4 separate regions of the Sus scrofa genome follow, and all the other regions are linked to region 2. The links are chromatin contacts, called in public HiChIP or PLAC-seq maps. All regions are on one chromosome and are shown on one strand. The core of a region is the stretch at or near the end of the contact, and the rest is flanking DNA. Distances in the headings are between cores, read along the strand shown. Region 1 holds the start of ZDHHC18 (palmitoyltransferase ZDHHC18). Region 2 has its middle 48 kb from the start of RPS6KA1. Region 3 holds the start of SFN (stratifin). Region 4 holds the start of PIGV (GPI mannosyltransferase 2).

The links. HiChIP or PLAC-seq counts read pairs in DNA pulled down with a chosen protein or histone mark.
Region 1: a contact with region 2 is called in an H3K27ac HiChIP or PLAC-seq map of alveolar macrophages. The contact joins the promoter of ZDHHC18 here to the enhancer-like site in region 2. A contact is called at or near these places in 3 of 5 promoter capture datasets (fetal skeletal muscle and liver), 4 of 47 Hi-C or Micro-C datasets (blood, epiblast stem cells and retroperitoneal adipose tissue) and 2 of 2 datasets of contacts at active chromatin or transcription factors (alveolar macrophages and skeletal muscle).
Region 3: an H3K27ac HiChIP or PLAC-seq map of alveolar macrophages shows a contact between it and region 2. The contact joins the promoter of SFN here to the enhancer-like site in region 2. A contact is called at or near these places in 29 of 47 Hi-C or Micro-C datasets (adipocytes, adipose tissue, alveolar macrophages and 16 more) and 2 of 2 datasets of contacts at active chromatin or transcription factors (alveolar macrophages and skeletal muscle).
Region 4: an H3K27ac HiChIP or PLAC-seq map of alveolar macrophages shows a contact between it and region 2. The contact joins the promoter of PIGV here to the enhancer-like site in region 2. A contact is called at or near these places in 33 of 47 Hi-C or Micro-C datasets (adipocytes, adipose tissue, alveolar macrophages and 18 more) and 2 of 2 datasets of contacts at active chromatin or transcription factors (alveolar macrophages and skeletal muscle).

The regions. Positions count from the first base shown.
Region 1 is chr6:84,152,524-84,155,938 of Sscrofa11.1, forward strand. It overlaps ZDHHC18 (palmitoyltransferase ZDHHC18), which reads left to right and starts at 1,331. Exons shown (of 9, transcript XM_013988799.2): 1 at 1,331-1,749. The coding sequence starts at 1,424.
Region 2 is chr6:83,951,039-83,954,333 of Sscrofa11.1, forward strand. No RefSeq gene overlaps it. Among named protein-coding and RNA genes, the nearest start is that of RPS6KA1, 48 kb to the left of the region's middle. Within about 2 kb of position 1,458, at least 25 of the 83 cell types and tissues checked have an H3K27ac peak or open chromatin away from gene starts, as enhancers often do. A contact at or near this core is called in alveolar macrophages, embryonic fibroblasts, liver and 1 more, where this site is marked.
Region 3 is chr6:84,186,528-84,189,796 of Sscrofa11.1, forward strand. SFN (stratifin) reads left to right here and starts at 1,994. Exons shown (of 1, transcript NM_001044564.1): 1 at 1,994-3,269. The coding sequence starts at 2,032. The coding sequence ends at 2,778.
Region 4 is chr6:84,128,078-84,131,445 of Sscrofa11.1, forward strand. PIGV (GPI mannosyltransferase 2) reads left to right here and starts at 1,834. Exons shown (of 4, transcript XM_003356221.4): 1 at 1,834-1,936.

The DNA.
Region 1 (3,415 bases), core at 81-2,580, 200 kb after region 2:
ACAATGAGCGATCCTTGAGGTCACTGTTACTGCCTTTCTACCCCTCCACATCCCGTATTCCAACTTCCTCTCTTATTCTCTCCTATTCCAGTCTCCAACTCTCTCTGCCTATACGTTTCTTTAGGTTTTCTAGTAACCCCAGTGTGGCGGACAGACCCTAAGGTGAGCCTCAGTGATTCCTGCCTCCCGGTATTCACTCATTCGTGTGATCCTCTCCTCTTAAGCTCAAGTGGGGCTTGTGACTTGCTTCTAACCTGTAGAATATGGTGAGAACGCTGGGCTGTCACTCCCGTTACATAGGTAAGTTAGGTTATATAAAATTGGGTGTTAGCAGACTGGAGCTAGAGCCTCTCCTCGTGGGCTTGGCGAAGTAACTGGCCATACTGGCAAAAACCGCAGGGCAAGGAACTGTGTGACCTCAAGGAACCGCAAGTGGCCGCTGGGACCTCAGAGAGGCCTCTAGCTGACAGCCAGCAAAAATCCCAGCCCTCAGTCAGAAGTCACAAGGAAATAGTTTTCTGCCAACAAAACCTGAGCGGGTTTGCAGGTGTTCTCTTCTCCAGCTGGGTCTCCAGAGGGGCATGAGCCTTGCTGACACCTTGACTGCAGCCTTCTGAGACTGAGGAAAGGACTCAGCTAAGCTGTGCTGCAGCTTCTGACCTGGAAACTGTGAGATACAAAACCTGGTGTTTTAAACCACTAAATTTGTGGTACTTTGTTACCCACCAATAGAAAACTAATACACTCGGAATTCTTGAAGAACCACTTGGGCCCTGTGGTATCAACCCTGCATTAGGTGATAGGAAAGCTGGACCGCAGAGCTGGGCGAGGGAGGACAGAGGACGTGCCGTACTTCCTCCTTTGGCACGTTGAACTTCAAGACCGTAGTGAACAAGCCGCTCGCTTTCAAAGCGGATTGTGTCCCCTTCTGCCCCCCTGCCTGCCTCTCAAATGCCTGTCCAGCAAGTCATCAGAGATGGGTAAAGCCTGACCCTGGAAATACAGATGCCCAGAAGTAGATCACGAAATCCACCTCTTGAATCTCGGCGCTTGGCACGGTGCCTGGCACACAGGGGACGCCCGACAAAGGGTTTAATCGCAAAAGAAGAGAAAGAGTCCCGAACGCGCCTCTGCTGCGCCATCCTTGTGCAGCAGGCATCGGGCGGCAGGGTATTGGCCAGGGCCCTGGGTCAGGACCGGGCCGCTGGCCCGTGCGCCATCCCGGCCCCGGGCGGAGGGGGCGCTGCGGCGGGAGGCCGCGCGGGGCGGGGCAGGGCGGCCGTGGGGCCGCCCCCTGCGAGCGAGCGCCGCGCGCGCCGCCGCCGCCGCCGCCGCCGCCGCCACCGCCTCCTCTGCTCGGCCCCGGTCCCGGTGCGGCCCGGCCGGCCCGCGGGGCGCGGAGCCGAGGTCCGCGGCTGGCCGCATGAAGGACTGTGAGTACCAGCAGATCAGCCCCGGGGCCGCTCCGCCGCCCGCCTCCCCCGGGGCGCGGCGCCCCGGCCCCGCCGCGCCCCCCGGCCCGGGCCCCGGGCCCCCGCCGCCCGCCGCCGCCGCGCCGCGCTGGAGCGGCAGTGGCAGCGGCAGTGGCAGCGGCAGCATCGGCCGCCGCCCGCGGCGCAAGTGGGAGGTGTTCCCGGGCCGCAACCGCTTCTACTGCGGCGGCCGCCTCATGCTCGCCGGCCACGGCGGCGTCTTCGCCCTCACGCTGCTGCTCATCCTCACCACCACCGTCCTCTTCTTCGTCTTCGAGTGAGTTTGGCGGCGCCCCGCGTCCCCGCCCCCTGAGGCGCCCCATTCCCTCCGGTCCCCTTTGACCCCTGGGGCGCACCCCCCTTGCTCAGGCCTCTCTGGGCGCTCCAGCCCCTTTGGTCCCCTGCTGGGCTCTCCCACCTCCCGGGGCACTCTGCCCTTCCCAGCACCTGCCAGGCTCCTCCCGGGCCGCATCCTCCCTGTGCTTCTCAGAATCTGCCCTCAGGCCTCTCCAATCTCCTTATCTTCTGTCTGTCCTTCCGGGTCCCCTCCAGCCCTCCCAGACTGGTCATCCTCCCATGCTAGTTTGGATCGCCATCTAAGCTGGTCCTCCGGCCCCTCCCTAGCACCCCCATCCTTCCCTGGCACTCTGCCTTTGCTGGCCTCTGCCAGGAACATGGCCCTCCCATGTGCCTCGAGGCCCCCATCCTCTCTGCCCTCTCAGAGCCTGCACCAGGCCCCCCAGCTCCTTGGATGGATCCCCTCTCCTCACCTATCCCCTTGCCTGCCTTCTAGTTTCTTTCGGACCCCGTGGGGCATCTTTTCTTTATATCCCTTCCAGACAGTTTTTGAATTTCTTCCTTATCCTTTGGCCATATTCTCCCCTTTGAAATTTCAAGGCCATCTTCCAGGATCCCTCCAAGGTCCCTCTAGGTCCCCTCTCCACTCTCAGCACTGCCCCCCCACCCCTGTTTTCCCCTTGGCCATTCTCTCTCTAGGCCCTCAAACATCTTTGGGCCACTCAGGCCTCCCCTTTCCTCTCCAGCACCTTCCTTATTTTTTGTTCCAGAGCTTCCTGTCCTTACCCCTGCCTCCCCCAGTCCCCCCAGACATCTCCCAGGCCCCTGCCCCCCACCTCCTGACTCCTGGCTTCCTTTCCCTTCCCAGTGCTCCGGAGCACCCTCTGTCCTGTTCACGGCAGGAACAGCTGCAGTGCCTTGCTATTTTTCAAGAGGCGAGAATATTTTCATGTGACAGGTCATATTTGTCCCCATGGGTTCTTGACCTCTTTATAACCCCAGGGACCCAAGATTGGCCCACACAGTATTCTCCATGTCATGGATGGAGGGGGGGATGCTTGTCGCTTTACCAGGATCACATGTTGGTATGCAGAGTTTTCCACTCTACCCTTGGTTGCTAGCTTGAGCCACCTGTGTCCTGATTCCTTGCCCACCCACCCCATACTACATGAACCCCACTTTCCCCTCCTAGTTCTACCCATCCTCTGTGGTCTTAGTTATACAGGTGGCTAAGAACTCCATCTCTGCAGCTAACAAAGCTGGTTAAATCTCGGGCCCATCATGCACTCAGTGTGTGACTTCGGGGCAGTCACTTCACTTCTCAGATCCCAGCTTCCTCATCTATAAGATGGGGTTTATAATAGTACCCACCCCCTCAGGTTGTCACACGGGTAATGTGAAGTCATGTACCTAAGTTTTTATCTGGTAATAAGCATAGCGGGAGCTATTACTTGTCATCACCAAAAAACCCTTCCCAAGGGCCATGATAAGGCTGCCACAGAGACACTGGTACCTTTTCCAGTGGCCAGATCATATATCTGCATCCTTGGGTTTCCCCTTGAAGCAAGGTGAGGACTTCCTACAAATTAGCTTCTCCCTTTCACCTTTCCTTTCTGACTCAGGGTGGATAGAAAGTTCCAGGATAA
Region 2 (3,295 bases), core at 208-2,707:
CAAGGCGAAGTCTGGGTGGTTCTGAAACTCACTCTTAACAGCTCTCTGCTTCCAGGATGCCCAAGATCTCCTTCCATGCTCCTTAGGCCTGTCTGGTTGCCCCTCTTCCCCTCAGCCAGCCATGTGGTCAGAAAGGGTCCTATAATATTGGGGGCTGGTTTCAATCAAGGGATGTAGTTGTTAGAAAGTTATATTTCCCGGCTGGCAAACAGCAGAGAACAAGTTGGGGAATTTGGGGAGTTTCCTATGGAGTCTCAGAAGGTAGTGAGTTCCCCATCGCCTGACCTGCGTGTGCAGAGAACTAATGAGACTTGACAAGATCTTAGAGGAGATGCCTGATCCCCATAGGAGACTGTTTAGATGATTTTACACACCCCCTCTGAGTCTCCAGTTCTCAATTTTTCTTGCATTTTACCCACTTCACGTTTTGTGTTTTTCATGATTATTTCTGAAAAGGCACCCTCAGAGGAAAGGCTGGTTTCCCACAAATGTGAAGCATCCAAACATTGGTACTTTGGTTAACACATGGATTTAATCCTTGATTTGGCCTTTCATTTAGTGGCTATGACAGCAGGCATGATTTATTGAGTTCTTGCTTTATACTGAGCACAATAAACGTCACCCCTAATACTCACAGCGATCTCATAAGGCGATTTGCTCATTTCCATCTCAGAACAAGGAAACTGAAGCTAAGAAAGGAAACTTGCCCCCAGGCCCCCAGCAAGGTTTCCAGCCCAGGTCTGTTTGGTCCCAAAGCTGATACCATGCCACCTTTCTGCATGGGCTAAATTTCATCCCACAGTGACTCACAAAATCTCACAGTCAAAAGGGCTCTGAAGGCCCAGACCCAGTCTCCACCCACAACAGGAATCTCCCACAGAGGATTATCCAGGTTCTGTTTAAAACCACCAGCGACTGCGGTGACCCCACCACATCACAGGGCAGTTCCCCACGCGGCCGGAAAGTTCCTCCACTTTGAACTGAGGTCTTCTGAGTAGCTTCCATTTCTCGGGGAGGGGGGGGGTTCCCACTAACTCCAAGGACTCGAGGGAGAGATGACTCAGCAGTAGCAAGAGGGAAACTAAATGACACTCCCACCCCCAGCCCCACCCCCCGTGAAGGCAGCAGCAAACCCAGGCAAAGTGTCCACACTAAGACTGTGCTGTCAAGAAAGACGTGAAGGTGAGCAGGAGGGTGTCTCAGGCCATCCCCGTCCCCAGGACTGTGCAGTGGGTCCCCCCTCCTCCTGGCCTACTTATCCTTGAAGGCAGGAGGGGTGGTGGGAACAGAGCCCTGCTGGACTTGAAGTCAAACAGACCTGCAATCACACCTCTGCCCCAACATTGACCTGTTCTTGGGGAAATCATTTCACTGCTCTGAGGTTTCCCCACCTGCCAAACAGGGCTGTTGTGAGCGTTAAGAGAGAGGGTGTGTCTACAGAGCCACTGGTTACAAGCAAACGGCAACCTACTAGCAAACGGCAACTAGGAAGCCATCTACAGCTGTGGTTAAGCGCAGACTCTTGGGTCAGGGCTGTCCTGGTTTTTTTGTTTTTTGTTCTTTTTTTTCTTGAAATATAAGCATTTCTGGGTTAGAATCCAACTTTGCTTGGATTCTAACCCAGAATCCAAGGGTGACCTCGCGCAAGTCATTTAACCTTTCTGCCTTGATTTCCCCATCTTTAAAATGGGAATTAGTGATAGCATCTACTCTTTGGTGAAGACTAAACTAAGTACTGCTTCAGAAGCTCATGGCACAGGCCTGACACATAGGACATGCTTACCACGTGTTGGCTGCTACCCACTCCCTCCTCCCAGAGCACAGCCTCCAACTTCTCCGTTCTCCCCCTCCCTCTCTCTCTTTTCCCCTCCCTATTTCAGGCAGAGAGAACCAAGTTCAGAGCAGGGATACAGGTCAATTCATCTGAGCATCTTTTTCCCATGGGGAGAGAAGGAGCTGTCTCATAAGGACCTTCTCTCTCTTTTCCTCTCCTACCCCAGAGCTTCTCTCTGAGTTAGAACTCCTGTTTATGACTCAATCTGAAACTTCTTTTTATAAGTAATTTCCTCTGTTTCTCTTCCCTTCTTCCGCTCCACACCCACCCCTCGGGCTGTGGGCTGAACTGAGAACTCGAGGAGCAGATGACGCATGCTTGAGCTGGCCTGAGGCCTGCACCTGGGACGGGCCTAGAGTCACTCACCCATTACAGAATCTTCTTACCTGTGTGATCTTGGTCAAGTCACTTGGCCTCACTGAACTACAGTTTCCTCATCTACAAACGATCCTCAGATGGTTATAAAAGTAAAGGCACTAGGAGTTCCTTGGTGGTTAAGAATCTGCCATTGTCCCTGCTGTGACTCTGCTGTGGAGCAGGTTCTGATCCCTGGCCTGGGAATTTTTGCATGCCGTAGGTGTTGTCAAAAAAAAAAAAAAAAAAAAAAAAGAAGAGGCTTTCCCGTTGTGGCTCAGTGGTTAACGAATCCGACTAGGAACCATGAGGTTGCAGGTTCGATCCCTCGCCTCGATTAGTGGGTTAAGGATCCAGTGTTGCCGTGAACTGTGGTGTAGGTTGCAGACGCAGCTGGGATCCCGAGTTGCTGTGGCTCTGGCATAGGCCAGTGGCTACAGCTCTGATTCAACCCCTAGCCTGGGAACCTCCATATGCTGCGGGAGTGGCCCTAGAAATAGCAAAAAAGACAAAAAAAAAAAAAGGAAAAGAAAAGAAATAAAGGCTCTGGCAGAGACAAATGGTAGCTGTGTTGCAGGAATGCTTAACAGAAACTTCAGAGCTGAAGGAGACCCAGAACCCGGGATTTTAACCTGGGTTCATGGGCTTGCCAGGGATGTGGAAATTACATGTAAAATGGTGTATAAATGTAATTTTCTGGGAGGAGAATGTCCAGGGTTTTCATCAGATTCTCAGAGGGGTCTGCTGACAACCCTAAAATATTAAGAACCATTGTGTCCAGGGGAGCAGGAAACTAGACTCTTTTTTTTCTTTTTTGGCCGCACCCGTGGTACATGGACGTTCCCAGGCCAGGGATCAAATCCAAGGTGCAACTGCCACCTATGCCACAGCTGCAGCAACACTGGATCCATAACGTACTGCACCAGGAACTCCTAGATTTCTTCAACAAGTATGTAAAACAGCCTTCCTGTGCCCACCCTGGGCAGCAGGAAACACATATGTTCCGTGCCCTGGAGGTGCAAAGACAGGGCTCCTTGCCCCTCTGGAAAATTGCACTTCAGAGAGGAGAAGTGATTTAGCCGAAGACACAGACTTCTGAGATTGGAA
Region 3 (3,269 bases), core at 744-3,243, 240 kb after region 2:
AGCACCTGTAAGAACCAAACCGAGGCAGTCTGACTCCAAAAATACTAGGCTATTCTGTCTCTCTTAGAAAACTAATATGCAGTCACCACTGACAACCTGAAGACATGAGGAAAAGTAAAAGAAAAAAAACCAAAACACTTAGAATCCTACTACCTAAAGATGTGCGTGGTAAATTGGTATTTTTGTGTATTTCCTTTCCATTGTTTTCTGTGTCAGGGATCCGTTTTGAGCAAAGCCTTCAGAAGTTTGAGCCTAACATCCCTGTTGCTTCCTTCCTTGGAAAACCTGTAGCATCAGCTCAGACGTGTCCCTACTTTTCCTTCAAAGAGGCACCTCTCCTCTTTGAGCCTCAGAGCTCTGGCTCTGGGAGGGAAGGGTGAGTGTTCAGACACCAAGAATAACTGGGAAGGGACAGGCCCCTGAAAGGGTCCTGGGTCAGGGATGAAACTGGCTGGATCCCAATCAGAGGAGCCCCACCCCTGAGCCCTGTCTGGGCTTTGGCTTGGGCTGGAGCAGATAAAAAGGAAGCCATCCTTCCAGGTACAGTGCCAACAACTGTAGGTGAAATTCTTGGCTGACACAGAGACAGCACCCCAGCAAACAGGGACAGAAGATTAGCAATAGAGAAGTCTCCATCTCTGAGGCCTGTGCCAGGGGTCAGAGGTGGGGCCATGGTCAAAGGGAAGGGGCAGGGAAACTTCTGAGAGAGAGGCTGGGGAAGGGAGCACTCAGAGGGGACAGCTGCCCCCTAAAACAAAATGGCATGTGTCATGGCTGCCTCCTTTTTCTCAGTTCCCCCCGCAGCCGCACTGGGCTGAGCACCCAGGCGGCCTTCTTCCTAGCCTCTGACAAAGGGCAGGCTGATTCAGGCAGGAAAGTGGGACAGCTAGTGAGCTGGGTCCCCACCCTCTGTGAGCCCCACTGATACATGATGGCAGGCGGCTTGCGGGGCGGGGGGGGTGGTGGCAGGTAACCTGGCGTGGAGAGCCAGAGGGTAAGTCCTCACACAAGTGGCAACAGGCCACCAACTTGAAAGGGAAAATTGTGCTGTGATGGGGAAGGTATCCAAAAAACCTACTGGGTGACTAATTACAAAGGCTGGGCTGGAGCGTCAGAGGCTGCTCGTTAAACACCTCATTAAGTGGCACCCTGAAAGCTGCCACCTGTGCATTCTGGGAGCTCAGAAGGGATGGGACCTGAGGGGGAGAGAGGAGTTGGGGGGTGGGGTGTAAGCATTTCAGGTAGACTCCAGAAGAAGCCTACATCTCCCTTCTAAATACAGTCTGGAGCTCACAAGTCAGAAGCCTGAATGGGAGAGAAGTCCAACTTAGTAACTGTGTGACCTTGAGCAAATCTCATCCCTCTCTGAGCCTCAGTATTCCCCTCTCTACAGTGGGAGTAGTAGCCACAGCCCTGCCCATCTCACCAAGATAGCAGGGATTAAGTTAGACCATGGGTATGAGGTGCTTGGGAAACTATAGCCCTACCTAGACAATGAGTTATTTCACCTAAACCAGTGGAGGAACCACTCCTGGCCAGATTAGGCACCCCCTTCTCCTGCACCTGGCTTTATGGGCTCTGCCTAGGTCCATAGTGGCCAGGTAGCTGAAGCCATCCTGAGCCCCAGGAAGGATGCAGTGAAGAGGGATCTGATTTGAGAAACTGGGGCAGCTCCCTAACGTGTGCACCCATATAATGGAAGCCCTGACCCAGAGGCGGCAGCCTGGAGCCTGGAAAGGTATCGGTGCAGGTGGAGCCAACGCCCAAATTTCTCCTGCTGACAGTCAGGATGACTCACCCCCCCACATCCCAGCCCTTTTACCTTTAAGGAAGAGGCGGAAAGGGTGTGGGGGGAGGGGGGAGAGGAGAGGGAGGCAAGTCCTGGGCCCGCCCTCTGCCCCTCCCCACCCTTCTCCGGGCCTGGCCTTCCAGCCAAAAGGCAGGCAGGCAGCCGGAGAGGCGCAGAATCCGGCCTTGGTCCCGAGGCAGCCAGTTAGCTCTCCACCTGCCCATCTGTCTGTCCCCAGAGCCATGGAGAGAGCCAGTGTGATCCAGAAGGCCAAGTTGGCCGAGCAGGCTGAACGCTATGAGGACATGGCAGCCTTCATGAAGAGCGCCGTGGAAAAGGGTGAGGAGCTGTCTTGCGAAGAGCGCAACCTGCTCTCAGTGGCCTACAAGAATGTGGTGGGTGGTCAGCGGGCTGCGTGGAGGGTCCTGTCCAGTATTGAGCAGAAGAGCAATGAGGAAGGCTCGGAAGAGAAGGGCCCTGAGGTGCGAGAATATCGGGAGAAGGTGGAGAAGGAGCTCCGGGGTGTGTGTGACACGGTGCTTGGCTTGCTGAACACCCATCTCATCAAGGAGGCCGGTGACGCGGAGAGTCGGGTCTTCTACCTGAAAATGAAGGGTGACTACTACCGTTACCTGGCCGAGGTGGCCACGGGGGACGACAAGAAGCGCATCATCGACTCAGCCCGCTCCGCCTACCAGGAGGCCATGGACATCAGCAAGAAAGAGATGCCACCCACCAACCCCATCCGCCTGGGCCTGGCCCTGAACTTTTCTGTCTTCCACTATGAGATCGCCAACAGCCCAGAGGAGGCCATCTCCCTGGCCAAGACCACCTTCGACGAGGCCATGGCTGACCTGCACACTCTCAGCGAGGACTCCTACAAAGACAGCACCCTCATCATGCAGCTGCTGCGGGACAACCTGACGCTGTGGACCGCCGACAACGCCGGGGAAGAGGGGGGCGAGGCGCCTGAGGAGCCCCAGAGCTGAGCCGCACCCGCCGCCCTCCCTGCCCTGCCCTGCCTGCTCCAGTCCCCCACTCTTGGCAGAGAGGACTTGTATGGGGTGGGAAGCCCAACCCTTCTCCCCAGATGCCCTGCCCCAGCTCAAAAAGGCTCCACGGAGAGGAACCAGCAGAGCTGAGGCCACCTGGAGCCGGAGGATTCCAAGCTTCCTGCAGCTGTCAGGTGCTCCGACCACTGGTCGTCCCACCCTGACCCGCTCTCTGCACCCCGCCCAGACCCCTCCCCTGAGCCCAGCCACTTCCTCCTGATTCCCCGCTCCTGCCCCCCTGCCTCTGGATCTTAGGAATTGAGGAGTGTCCCACCCTTGTGGCTGAGAGCTGAACTGTGTGGCAGAGACTGTAGATGAGAGAGAGCGAGAGCGAGAGAGCGCGCGCGAGCGCTAGAGTGTGTGTGCGCGCCTGCGCAGCCAACAAGACCGAGGATGAGAGGGAAATCATGTCTGCTGGGTGTGACCAT
Region 4 (3,368 bases), core at 584-3,083, 180 kb after region 2:
TTCCTTTGGTATTTCCTTCTTAATATAAGTGGCTGGGTGGTGGAGAATAATTTGGGAGCCCTGGGATACATCTCTGCCTCCCTGGCTCTCCCACAGTGCTGGCCGCTCAGCTGGTTCCCCGTGTAGATACAGGCTCCATTTTAGCTGCAGACTCTAAACGCAGACTGGAGTGAGCTGCCTCCTCCACTACTTACTCACAGCCTTGGAGGCCCAGAACCCCCCTCCCATCCCACCTAGTCTTCTTCCATTCTGATAAGCCAGAGCTTTCAGAGCAGAGATTCAGCTTCCTTGTTTTCCAGTCGGAGCAGGAGCCAGAAAATGAAACAGGAAACAGAGCGGAAGAGGAGGGGGTGGGTAGTTGAGAAGGAAAGGAAGGAGAAATTGCAAGAAAGTAGAGCTGAAGATCTGAAGGATGACAGCTGAGCTTTAGAAAACATTCTGACTTGTCAGAAGAGGCCCCTGTCCTTTTTACAAATAGATTTTTGAGGAAACTTGATGTGGACAGAGGGAACCTTAAGAATGCATGTCTTTCTCACAAAGGAAGGATAGTTCATTTCTCAATTTTGTTTCTGCAAACAGAGTGCTGCTTGGAGCCTCATAGACTTCTAGAGATTCAAGCCACAACCTTAGGCCCCAGTCAGCAGTGTGCCCCACAGCTTTGCTGATTCACTCACATGCCTCTGGAGCTTTTGAGAACAAGGTATGTCACCATAAAACCTGGGAGAAGAGTCTTTTAAACTCCATTTTACCCCTTCTCCTCCAACACACCAGGATGAAAATGTGATTTATCCACCTTAAACGCAACAAAACCTGAGGAAGTTTAGGTCTCAGGACCTAAAATGAGCAATAAAGAATCAAAAGATCCAGTCTCTGGCCCCCCAGAACTGCTGTGGGCTAGTTGTCATTGCTTGGAGAGATAGCAAACAGTTCTTTTGTTCCCACCCTATTAGCTGCTGCGGAAGATAAACCCCTCCCTCAGCCAGGGCTGTGGCCAGAAGCTAACACAGACCCTAGCTTCGTTTGGAGGGCAGATAACTGAAACCACAGAGGGCTTTGGAATCCTGAGAAATGAGAAATCCACCAACGGAGAAGGATTTATTATCTATTTCCTTTAAGGAGGGTGCAAAGTTGTTCTAACAGTTTCCGTTACAGGGGCACCAACTGGCCGCTCCTCCCTAACAGACAGTTTTGTTGAGTTAGCTGCTTCTTCTTTTTTTTTTTTCTTTTTTGGCCCCGCTTCCTACGAGAGAAACTGCTTGAAGGAGTCCCGGGGCGGTGTGGGGGGGTCCTCTAAAGTTTCCTTCACCATCCTCATTAGTCACCTGAGCTGGGGCTGAGGACCGAAGCAGGACAGGTCTTTAGTAGCTGGAGGAGGGGAAAGCCAGGGGGAACCCCCACTTTCTTCACAACCAGGACGCACGGTGCCGCTGCTGGCCACAGAAACCCCAAAAGGCTTCTTTTTCTATTCAAAGAAGAACAGCTATTGCTCCAGGCCCTGTGCTGACCTGTTGTTGCCGAACAGCAGGGAAAGTGCGGCTCGGGCTTCTGCGAAGAGGCCGCAGGGCAGCCCCCAACTCCGAGAGCCTCGGCCCACAGGGCAACTCAGTTGGTGTTTGCGGGGCGGAACTGGGCCAAGAGCATCGACTCTAAGCCAGCAGCCCCGACGGGCTAAATGAAGGCGGGGGAAGGGGCTTGAGGAGTTGGAATTCCTCAGGTGTCACCAAGGCAGGAAGGTGCCAATGCGGGGGTGGGGTGGGGGTGGGGTTGGCGCGGAACCGCGAGATCCTTCGTCCCCGCCCCACTCGCCCGGAGTCAACATGGCCGCCGCGGAGGGGGGCGGGGCAGCTCAGAATCCCGGCAGGAGCGGGGCGGGGCCGCCATCGGCGGAGCCAGTGCGCAGGCGCGACCGCTCGGGGCCCCGGATGGACGAGCTAAGGTTCGGGCCCCGCCTGGGAGGTTGAGAGCAGCGGGTGCCGGGGACCCGGCGCCAGCTTGGGAGCCTAGGAGTTCCAGGGGGAGGGAAGTTGTCAAACGGAGGCCGAGGGAAATGAGGCGGAGGCCGCGAGAAGCGAGGAGCCCCGCCCCTCCGCCATAGCGGCCTCCCAGTGCCGCCTCTTCCTTTACAGCCTGCAGCCCGCCCCTGCCTTCCGGCCCTAGGCCGGACCGGGCCCCACCGGTTCCCTCGGGAGTTAACCGCTGAGCCGTGTCCCCTTTGTGGAGAGGAGATGCCCAGTCCCTGGTTGGGACTACGTCCGAAAAGGAGAACGCGAGAACGGGCTTCGGACCCGGCTGGGCTTGGGAAAGATGGCCTCTGCCTCGCGGCAGCTAGCAAAACCTCTGGTCCTGAGGACCTTGGGTCAGAGCGACCTCCCTACCCCACAGAGGATGTTAATCTTATCCAGAGAAACTAGGGCTCCAATTCCACAGGTTTTCCTATCGGCCCAGATTGGGCCCTCCCTGCCTTGAGTACAAACAGCAAGAGCTTGCGCTGTCAGACAAGTACTGGGCTTGGAGACCCGGCTTGTAATCCAGTTTCTGGAAGACTGCAACCCTTTTGGCAGGAGTGAGGGCTGGTAGACTATGAGGTTTCAGAAGGGAAAAAAAGGAAAAGAAAAGACATTCTCTTTAAATATTGCTTTGGCTGTGCCACCTGACCCCAGCGAGCCTCAGTTTCCACATCCATAAAATGGCGATTGTAATTACACAGGCCTCATGGGGTGTAATGAGATCTCTGGTGGAAAAACTCTGGAGATTTTATTACCCTGGGCATATTTATCTCACAGGAAAACAGGGTAAAACTGGTTGCTCTCTAAGTGCCCTGCCAGTTCAGAATCTGTGATTTCGTTAGAGGGGTTGTTGGGAAGTGAGGCCCTCAATGAGCAGAGAGGGAGCTCACTGGTTTTATTTTCACTCGGTTTACCTGTAAGTTAAGGGTAGGCTGCACGTCTTCTGTTGTCGCTGGGTCTAGAGCTTGACTCTAGAGAGAGGAAAGGAAGAATGGAAGCCTGGTGAAGAGGCAGAGGTGGGTTACGTGCTCTTCTGTTCCCAACTCCTCTGCATGTGGGTGGGAAGTGAAAGAAGGGAAAAAGTGAATAAACGCTAGGATAGGCAACCAGCGGACGTGTGAGGCTGGCTGTGCCTGTTCCCGCGAATCCTTTCGATTCAGCGAGTCAGATATTGGAACTGTTGGGTAGATTCACAAACTACCGCTGCTCTCTGGGGATTTCAGAAGCTTGCTTTTGAACTGAATTTTGATGAGCAAACCCGTTTGGCGTTGGGAGCCCCTCCCTTCCTCCTGGCCTCCTGGTGATGGAGTAAGCAACAGGCGCCCCCTTGTGCTGAGGAAAGAGAACTGTTGCTCATGGCAG